Linked DNA regions of Danio rerio: region 1 is linked to region 2. The links are chromatin contacts, called in public Micro-C maps. All regions are on one chromosome and are shown on one strand. Each heading gives the region's core, a stretch centred on a gene start, on an enhancer-like site or on the middle of the called end of the contact. The rest is flanking DNA. Distances are from core to core; before and after follow the strand shown. Region 1 holds the start of npnta (nephronectin a). Region 2 holds the start of gstcd (glutathione S-transferase, C-terminal domain containing).

The links. Hi-C and Micro-C count contacts between places; a contact is called where the count stands out from the background.
Region 1: a Micro-C map of caudal fin shows a contact between it and region 2, with 2.1 times the contacts expected there. The contact joins the promoter of npnta here to the promoter of gstcd in region 2.

Annotation. Positions count from the first base shown.
Region 1 is chr1:53,397,645-53,403,675 of GRCz12tu, reverse strand. It overlaps npnta (nephronectin a), which reads right to left and starts at 3,120. Exons shown (of 13, transcript NM_001145580.1): 1 at 2,853-3,120. The coding sequence starts at 2,920.
Region 2 is chr1:53,263,696-53,269,224 of GRCz12tu, reverse strand. It overlaps gstcd (glutathione S-transferase, C-terminal domain containing), which reads right to left and starts at 2,874. Exons shown (of 12, transcript NM_001024462.1): 1 at 2,782-2,874. It also overlaps a transcript of sgms2a not described here.

The DNA.
Region 1 (6,031 bases), core at 1,871-4,370, 130 kb before region 2:
ATAGATTTAAGCATCGCTAAATCAATAAATAGTCATTAATCAGTAGTATTGTGAATTAAAAATACATTTTCATAATGTTTTGTTTGCATTTGAAAAATGAAAAGCAATTAATATAAATTACTGTAAGAAATATACGCAGGCATCACGGTGGCGGAGTGGGTAGCACTGTTGCCTCACAGCAAGAAGGCCGCTGGTTTGAGCCCCAGCTGAATCAGTTGGCATTTCTGTGTGGAGTTTGCATGTTCTCTCTGTGTTGGCGGTTTTCTCTGGGTGCTCCGGTTTCCCCCACAGTCCAAAAACATGCGCTATAGGAGAATTGAATATGCTAATAGTGTGTGAAAGAGTGTGTATGGGTGTTTCCCTGTGCTGGCTTGTGGCTAGAAGGGCATCCGCTGTGTAAAACATATGCTGGATAAGTTGGTGGTTCATTTCGCTGTGGCGACCATAGATTATTAAAGGAACTACAGTAAGCCGAAAATAAAATAACTGAATAATTAATTAATATGCAAATGATGTAATTAAGCATGGCAGAGTTAGAAACTGATATTTAAATGATTTATTAAATCATCAATAGTTTTCATAATCCAGGGGTGTGCATACAGTAATGAAGCTAAACACAGTACATTTTGATATGCTGTTGACTTAAAGAGATACACCAGGAGAGTTTAGTGTTATATACAGCATGTAAATATAATTTATTAAAACATGAAATATTTAATAAGCAAACCACATTAAACAATGCATGCTTCAATGACATAATTAAGAACTGCATAATAAATAAATGACATGATTCAGCAATGCATGCACAATGAGGACGAGCCATAATAAATGAATGCTTGGCACTTAAAGGGACAGTTCACCCACTAAAAATGAAAATTAATCTCCCTCTATTAATATTATTATTATTATTATTATTATTATTATTATTATGTTTCTTTATTTAACCAGATAAAAACCCATTTAGATCAAGATCTCATTTACAACGGTGACCTGGCCAAGAGGTCCACAACAAATGACTTATGAAAAAAATAAAAAAATAATAATATCAATAATAAATAGAAAAATAATGAGTTTTAATATGAGAATTAATAGAAAAACTATAAGTTTCTATCTTCTGTTGAACCCAAAAAAAGATGTCTTGAAAAATGCAGGTACCCACTGACTTCCATAGATAAACACTACTATGGAAGTCTAATCAATTAGCATTCTTCAAAGTATCTCCTTTTGCATTTAACACACAAAAAAGTAACTCAAATAGGTTTAGAACAAGCGAAGGGTGTGTAAATGATGACAGAATTGTAATTTTGGGTGAACTTTCCGTTTAAAACCTACTTTAAAAGAAGTTTCATCAAATAACAGCTAGGATACCCCTCTAATAATCCCCTCAGATTCCTAACTTTTGGATTTCCCTCTTATTGATTCCACCGGCAAAGGGATTGATGAACTATACCGGGTGTGAGGGATTAGTGAGACCCACATGTATCTTAGTGAGGCCTGACAGAAGCCTTGCCCTGAAGGTATACTGAGCTACTTCTACTAAAGCGCATAGTTAATTTCAAGCATGGACATTTGATCCCCTTTAATCTCAATGAAGCTTTAAGCAGATTTGAATCTCTGGCACGTTTCTGTTCACCACATATTTCACGTTACATGTCAGGGCACGAAAGCACCGGGGAACGCGTGTGCTGACTGTCCAAGAGCAAGAGAGAGAGAAAATAAACGAGTCTTAAACATTTCTTTTCCATTTATACGGGGTATTTACAATATACAGATGAGTTAGGGAATGAATGGCTTATTTTGCTGTGAAGATGAATGCAAGTTCAGAAGTTCACCATGCTGATTGACAACAGTAACAACAAACTTTGGAGCCAGTGCTAAATTTAACTGATCACACTGCCAACTAATCTTGAGGCATCTGTGAGGTTTATGCTTTCAGCATCACACTATAATAAGACATTAAGAAATAATAAGACTATTTTTTTTTAGAAATACACAGTTATTATTAATAAAAAAGTGCACTTTTTACTGATACTCCTTATGTTTAACATGCAACATAAAATATTACAAAAATGATAATACACGTTCACTTTTCAAGTACAAATCCGTTTTTTTTAATCAAATGAAGAATCAAATGGTGTTTGTTGCCTCGTCAGGGATTTATATATAATAATTCAACTCCGTTATAATAATTTTGTAGCTATACCATACAACAACACATTCAAACCCAGATGCTTTAACACATATCAGCATTAAATTCGCGTTCAAATAAACACCTGCTTAGTGTTTTGACCTTGAACGCAAATCTAGCACTGGCTAAATGAAGTCAAATCTCTGTTTACTGCACTTGTTCGCACATCTACAGCTGTTTATTGACATAATACTGTACATTGAGCTTGTGATGATACAACTAATTAACACTTAAAAACATTCTTTGTTTGACAGAATGTTTCCAATTAGCACCAGTTCACTTTAAAGTCACTTTTTTTGTCAGGGAAAAACCAGAATAGCTGAATTAGCAAGTGGTAACACTTTATTTTATATGAAGGTATAATTCCCGCTTTTAATGAAGCAATAACTATGCATAAGCTTTATAAACTACTAACTGGCTGCTTATTGATAGTTATTAAGGTCGTAGTTAGGGTTAAACACTGTATTGGGGATGTAGAATAGCCTAAGATCATGCAGAATATGTTACGTTTTAAGTAAACGGACAATACCTTAATAGCTATTAGGTAGGTAAAAGGAGCACAACCTTAATAGCGAGAACTGCTCCTTATAGTAAAGTGTTACCAAACAAACTACAGCGAAATAATGTGTCTCCATAAACAAGAATAGGCTAAGTGCCGTCTCACCTGCCATCGAAGTCCGCGTCCACTGCGATCCAGCAGGTCCACATCAACATGAACTTTATGATCCACATCTCCGCGCGCGTGCACTGCGCGTATTATCCAGACGTCGCGGCTGGTGTCCGGTCTGTGAATGGGAATGATGATGAGATTTAAATCCGTCAGTGGTCAGACTCGAAGCGGGTCGAGGAGAAAACACTGAACGCGGTTCATGTGCGAAAGACCGGCAGCGTGTCAGTGTGCGCTCCGCTCCTCCGGTGGAGAGCCGTGGACTAAAGCGCAGAGACGGAAAGCTCAACACACACACACTCTCTCTCTCTCTCTCTCTCTCGTGCTCTCTCTCCCTCTCTGGAGACTTTCTCTCTGTGCCCAATAAGGACAGACGGGAGCGCGTTTTCTACATGCCCCATTACCCCAGTATATTACTTATAGATTGAAAAAACATCTTACGTCAACAATTTGAAGGTTTATTTACAAAAAAATACTATAGCCATCTAAAGGGTTTTCATTAAAATTAATAAGAAAATACTATAATTAGCATCTAAATAATATTTTTACCTGAAAAAAAAAACATTTTGTGGAAAAAAATGCATTCAAACAAACCAATATCTCAAACCAATATGACCATGTAGTTACTTTATTAGATTATATTTAAGTAAAAAAAAAAAAAAAGGTTATGGAAAAAACGTAGAAAACGAATATATAAACATGCCAGAGAAGCATTTTAATTTTTTGTAAGGAAGTTTTCTTAAGCAACAACAAAGACTATATATATATATATATATATATATATATATATATATATATATATATATATATATATATATATATATATATATATATATATATATATATATACCATATACCATACATATACATACAAACATGCATATATATATATATATATATACACACACAGTTGAAGTCAGAATTATTAGCCCCTTTTTATTTTCCCCCCAATTTTCTGTTTAACAGAGAGATTTTTTTCAACAAATTTCTAAACATAATAGTTTTAATAGCTCATTTCTAATAACTGATTTATTTAACACATTTAAACTGATTTATTCAAGACACTTCTATACAGCTTAAAGTGGCATTTAAAGGCTTAACTAGGTTAACTACTGTAGACAGGTTAGGATAATTAAGCAAGTTATTGTATAACGTTGGTTTGTTCTGTAGAAGTTTGAAATAAATATAGTTCAAAGGGGCTAATAATTTTGACCTTAAAATGGGTTTTAAAAAATAAAAACTGCTTTTATTCTAGGAAAAATAAAACAAATCAGATTTTCTTCAGAAGAAAAATTATTATCAGACATAGTGTGAAAATTTCTTTGCTCTGTTAAACACTATTTGGGAAATATTTAAAAATGAAAACAAAATGCAAAGGGGCGCTAGTATATCTGACTTCAACTGTATATGTAAGCAGTATCACACATGGAGCAGTGCGATATGGCTGTATATCGTCACTAGTGGGAGGCGTGCATTGTGCTTAGAGCCCCACCAGCAGGGGCGGATTTAACCAATAAGCAAGGCAAGTGGATGCTTATAGGGCCCAAGGAAATCTATATTATATATCTAGAATATATAACATTGTCTTCTATCATATTTTGTATGGTGAGAGTCAAAAAATACAAATGTAATGTAAATAATATTATTTAATATAAATAAATATATATATAATATTATTATTTTAATTTATTGGTATGTAATAATATCATAAAAAATTATTATTATTACATCTGCACAGATTTGTCCACCACCCCCAATCATAGAGCAGTCCAGCAGTCAAATTTATAATATTTAAATTTTATTTAAATTAAGCAAATTTTTTTTAGAAAACTTATCGTTTAAAAAGTAAAAAAGTAAGATGCATTAAGATAGAACATAGAAAAGATGTTTGATGTGATATTAAAAAAAAAAACATCTAATTAAATAAAAGTATAAAGGGTGCATTTTAGGACTGCTGGGCCCCAAAATGTCCTAAAACACAATAAAAATGACCCAGTTTTAATGGGTGGCAATTTTTTAAAATTATTATAATTATTATTTTGTAAACTTTAAGACATCTGTGATAGCCTACATTATTCTGTTTTCTTTGTTTCAACAGAGATATAAAATAATATTAAGACATGTCTGTGAGATTGTGCTTTGTTTTGTCAGGACAATAACATTTATAATTAATCCCCTTAATTACATTGATTCGTTTTGCAGCTCTAGTGGATTCTAGTTTACTTAACTAAACTGTAAATGGAAGAAAAAAAAAGTAGAAAGGGTGCATTTTAGGACTGTTGGGCCCCATGACTGGAATTGCTTAGGACCCCCAAATCACCAAATTCACATCAGCCCACAAGTGATGATATACAGCAATATTGCACTGCTTAAAGTGCAATATTGCATTTATACAACAGTTAGACAGCATGATCGTGTATATAAAATAGAGAATCAAACACAGAGAGTCTAAAAATGATTTTATATGAGGAACTACTTTCGCCAGCCATTCATTCACAACTACAGCTGACGTCTGAGTAGTTGCTAATTTCACGAACGTCACTTTAGAGCAAGTATTCGAATGATTTTCTAGGGTAATGTCTAAAGTGATGACAAAACAGCAAATTTTGCTCACATGTTAAGATTATAAGGCTGAACGGACCGCAATGAGATGCCATCAGTCTACAAAGATTTCCCAGTATTTCTCTGTTGCAATCGGGATTTCACAATAATTAACCCTGAAATAGCCAAAGCAAAGCAAACACTACAGATTACTAAGGTATAAATACAGCACTACGACATACAAAAGAGACAGATTGACTTACCTGTTTTACAATGACTTGCTCAGCTGTAGTTTGAAATAAACGCTGAGGTTTTCTCCTCTAAAGACTTTTTATGCAGTCTGTCGCCATCTTGTGGTGGAACGTCAACCGTCTTTGCTCTGCTCAGTATGACAGTCTGATGGATGCCAACTCACTGTCTCAGAAATAATACATATTTAAAATAGGCACTGTCCTTATAAATAAACTGGAATCTAAACAACTACAATCTCGCCTAAAAAAGCCCCAAAAATACATTATGTTGCTGCAATATTTCTCAAACTGTAATGAGTTTATTAATTCTTATGTGGGCGGAGTAATAAAGAATAAGATGAGAAGGCTGTACGAGTGCTGTTATTGCAGAATATTGCACGACTA
Region 2 (5,529 bases), core at 1,625-4,124:
TATACAATATAGCTACAATGATATTTATAAATGGTCAAACTAGTGTGCAACTTTAGCAAAACGAACACTGAAATTGTTTCAAATAGTTTTGTAGTTTGAGCTCAACTAAATTTGTTGCATTTTTTTAATTGTTTAAGTTTATTTGATTGACTATGTAAAATCTTTAAGCTGAGTTTTGATGTTTCACTGTTGAGTTAAACATTAGTTAAGGGTTTCTGACACATTGCTTTTATTATTTATCTTTATTTTGTTAATTAGCATTAACTGTGTGTGTTAGCAGGCAGTTGTTGTTATGTTCATTATTTAATAAAGCCTCTCTCAAAACACACAAGCACACATAAGATGGACTTCCCGTGTGGATTAATGCATGAGACGATAACTATTTTCAAGGTATACCGCAGTTTGGAAGAGTCAAGGTTTTAATACCACCAATCTTTCCTGTAATACCATTCCTATGGCATATGTAAGATTATTTATTTACTTTTTTTTGTTGTTGTTGTTTAGGACAACAGTATCTCCAGCAGAAAAAAAATCCAAAGAGATGCCGTTTTAGATTGTAAAGAAATCAGTGTTTTTGAAACAAATAAAGACATCAATAATTTAGGCACATTCAAATCAAGACTGAAAACACATCTGTTTAGCTGTGCCTTTACTGAATGAGCACTGTGTTGCGTCCGACAGATTGCACTATCATGTTTTTCTCTTCTTCTTCATTCTTTTATATCACATTTTACCTGTTTTTATGTTTTGTTTTGTTTTTATGCATTTTTATTATTTGTTTTTATTTTTATTTTACTTGTTTCTTTTATTCTTGTTTATGTAAAGCACTTTGAATTGCCATTGTGTATGAAATGTGCTATATAAATAAACTTGCCTTGCCTTGCCTTGCCTAATTCATTTGAATTATATAACGTGTTTACTGCTCTAAAATAATATAAACCTTAAAAAATAGAATATTTTGTTTTCAAAGGAGAAAAAAGTTTAGTTTTTTTAGCCAAACATTTTAAAAGCTTATATTTTAGAGCAGTAACCACAATACTGTGATACCGTGAAACTGTTATAGTTTTGTCCAGGGTTATCATACCATCACAATCTTATACCGGCCCATGCCTATGTGGATTATAATTTTATCATAATAATAATAATACATTAAAAAAATGTAAGTTTTCAATTTGTCAACTCTCATTATTTTCTATACATGGCTTTTGTGGGTTTACAGAACAGGAGTTGATAAACATATTCAAGGGCACGGACAGATGGGGAGCATTTTGATGTAGTGGGCTGCTCTGGCCCAAAATGCTAGGGACAACTTTTTGTTCCAGTCCAGCCCTGGTCCAGACTGATTTCAACAGATGTGATCCGCACGAGTGTTTAAAAGCTTCAAAAAGGAACGGTGCCCTGTGCAAAGCATCCATGTCTGGAAACATAACTGGTGCGATTGGTTCTCTTTGAAATAGACTGAACAAAAACGACACTCGTGCACCCACAGTCTTGCTGCTTTTAAGAGCTCCAGATTTTTTTTAAAGGTCTTTTTCCAAGCAGCAGGTTTATTTCGCTTTAGCCTTTCGCGTGATCATCCTTTTATTATTGCACACAGCATGTTTTTCACCTGCTTTCTTTTGCTTAGTTATTTTGGGCTAAGAAATGTTTATTTATTTATTTATTTATTTTTGGTGTGGCTAGAGAATTTCTTTTTGAGATTTTTGTAAATCCTTGATGTTGAGCCCTGAAAAATCATGTGAAATAAAAAACGAATTGCAATGCAACACTACGAAACCATAACCGATTTGCTTATGCTCATTAAGCAAGCTCATACACAACACAAAAACGTTCAATGAATGAGGCATGTGGAAAAACACAAAACTTAAATCAAGTAATTTTAGCATGCCAAAGTCAATTTTATGCATATGAAATATTTTTTCCCAACAACACAATTGCAGCTAGTGAAAATGGTGAGTGGCTATGTTAGAAAACTACTAGCCACAGTGACTGGTGGTCAATAAAGTTAATGTCAAGCCCTGGTTATGAGCAATGTAAAGTAAAGATAAAGTGTTTAATGTTGCACAGAACTTGGATTTAAATACAATGGCAAATAAAGTTAGGGAAGATTAAAAAATTATCTACAAACCCAATTATGCAGCATCATTTAATATTAAGTATAATGAATAACTAGACATATAAGTTAGTGGTTGACTGAGTATTTTGAATGCTTTGTTTGTTATAAAATCAAGTGTTTATCTGCAAAACCTCATTGTACATTCTTTATAACGTTAATAAAATGCACATTTAGTGGTCAAATGTGAGTCTTTTAAATGTTTGGTCTGTTGATATGTTTTAGTGAACGATATGTGTTCATCATCACAAAAAAACTGCTTCATTAATTTAGTTTTTAGTAAATTATGTTACGTTATTAAGGGGAATGTCTGAATAATAAAACCAACATCGTTTAACTAAAAATGTCAAATACTTACGCTTGAACACTAGAATACATCCATGTGCAGTTATTTAATATTGAGGTAAAGTCGTGTACTGAAATACAACAGTGCCAATTTTGTATTTAGTAAAACCAATAACGGTACATAGATGTCAACAGATGTCAGCAGTGACAGATGTCAACGGCACACATATGCCAAACGTGAGTTTAGTAGCATATTATTACGTTACGTGAGGTAACTCTCTGCCCGGGATTCCCATGCCGTCACGACATTACAAAAGGAAACAACCAACTAAAGTAACAAAGGAGGAAATAAGCAGTAAATAACGTGCATTGCATGTACTCACTGTTTGAATTGAGCAAAATATCCACTGGGAAGCAGCACATGTGCAACTTGTGTTGGTCTCACATTAAAAACAGTCCGAGTATAAACGGATATTCGCGTTGGAGTTCCACCATAGCTCTTTATTGTGTCTCGTGAAGTTTACAGCCAAACTAAATTAGCAAATAACACGTATAACAAGTTTACAATCGTTTGTTTGATATATAATAAGAAGTGTATCTATGAGTGTGCGATATTTGTCGCTTAGTGTAATAATCTCACACGCACAAATCACTGAACTGAACATGTACTTGCTGCCACCTATTGGTGTCGTATATTTTAAACAGGCCTGTAGACAGCCAGGTGAATCAGATGCTGCAGCATGCTTCTTTTCTTAAAAGGTAGTCCGTTTGCAATTATTCGTCTCATTTTCTATTAAATTATGAGGTTTTAATAGGTACATTTTAGTATTAGCTTGATTAGCATCAAACTTCTAACCACATTTTTTGATACCAAAAACATTTCTTAAAGATTTACATCAGTTTTCATTTACATCATGCATCATCACATCATATATCATTAGAAAAAAAATAGGAATCTGTTAGAGTTTTAAATTAAAATATAGTCATTTAAATATCATTCATTTAAAACGGACTGGTCCGACGATCATCTTTTCCTTTGTGTTAAAACCTTTGATGCATTTTCGCAATGTATGATGGGATTTAGCAGCCAAAAAAGGACAAATGAGCTCATGTATGGGACAAATTCTGAACCACTCGAATCCCCCAGTTAACAAATTAGGGAAAGCCATATGGGAAACTTTTTTTCAGTGATTTTAAAAACGTTTCACAATTTGAATGAACTGTGAACTATGAAATAAGTGAAATGCTTTAATGATTTACAGCTATTTTTGTAGCATAATTATAAAATGATATAAAACACTACAGAACACCTGTTATTCAGTTTGTTACCAGCTCTCTCGGGCTTCTGTCAGCTAACTACATTTCCAACGTAATTTGCCGCCATTTTCCCTATTTGTATTCATTTTGCGTAAATGTCGGCCTCGATCCTTTCCTCAAAAACCGTAGGCTATTACCACATACTGTTTTTTAATTAGACAAATCTTACAAAATGCTTAAATTTAAGCACTCTATATACAGCATTTCTCTTTATAATGGGGAAAAAAACGTGTGAATGGGAAGATCCAGCTTCGAGCGCATTATATGTTTTCTGTGAGAGGACACGATGCCCACTTAAACTAAACAAGTTAATCCTTCTTCAAAATGTTGTTTGAATTGTTCTCCTGAAAGTTTATCTGGTTTATATCAAGCTATAGCTCTGCGTGAACACAGTCTGTGTCAGGTCTAAAAATATTGTTTACTATGTAGGCTAATGTAAAAATACACTGTAAAACGTTTCGCATTGGTTAAACTCAAGTTCATCAGCTGCCTTGAAAATGTGAGTCAACTCACATATTTCACAATATACTAAAACTCAACATCTTAAGTTGAAACAAAGTGTCAAGGCAGCTTGTGAACTTGAGTTTGTAAGTGTAACCAATGTGAAACATTTTACAGTGTAGTAGTAAGGTTAAAGCATGTTAAGTCAGTATGTTTACTACTAACTGTAGAGAATATCTAGTTATAATACTAAATTTTGTGCACTTTGATTATATTCCTAAATATGTTTACTTCTTTTTATTTGCTTAAAGCTGAGAGTTCATAGTGTAATTGAGATAAGAAATTTGGAAACATGTTGGATAATACAAATGTCTAAAATGTAACCGACTCAAATTCAGTTTTTTACATTGCAACCATTTTCTTTCCTATCCAGCTATCAGTTCACTTGGGAGAAGCACCATGGCGGTTTAAATCCAGCCAAGGAGGCATCCCATAAAATCTTCAAAGGGTGTGTATATAGTACATAATTTACAGCTGAAGTTAATTGTATGTTGCACACTAACACACACACACACACACCCAGCATGTTTGTTGGACCTACTATATCAGTGAGCAAATTTTGTCGAGCTGCTAAAGTCCAACCCTAAACATAGATTGTTTGATATCAGTACACAAAGTTTTGGCTCATTTAAACACCTTTCAAATTATGGAGGGGACAAACCACTTTAAATGGTGGAGAGGAAAATAACACTTTAAATAGTCTCACTGTTCGTGTTTGACAAATATTCTCTAAACGCTATGCTTAAAAAAATCTAATAAATCAAACAAATAGCTCATAGCTCAAATAAAAGTAGCTCACCTAGAAAATGAAATTTCAATCTTTAAAAATGTCTATAAGTCTTAAACACCAGAAGTTTAACCATGTGAATACATGTCCTGAGCTACAGACTATTTCAGTTATAATGCACATTCAACATTCAGTTAAATAAAAGAGATTTGTAATCAGTTGTATAAAGCTGATATTGAAATATCAGTTCACAGATATAAATATTTGTCTCAGGATTATGGTCATTTGGTATTACACATTTATTTTTAACCAAGATTAAACCAAACTTTAACTTTTTGGGATTTTTCATACTTTACAGAAAATTGTTTTGATATAATCCAGACTTTACTAAAACTGCAATAACAATATTACTTAAGAAAACAAAAGCAGAAAATATCAAATAAATACAGTTGAGTTCAGATGCAAAAACCTTTAAGTGCCATCTGAAAATTTTCTCAGCCTTCTTTGTTTATGTTAAGATATTTTACTTTAAAGACCAGGAAAATTACTTATTCTTTGCCATATAAGTGATATTACTGAACATACA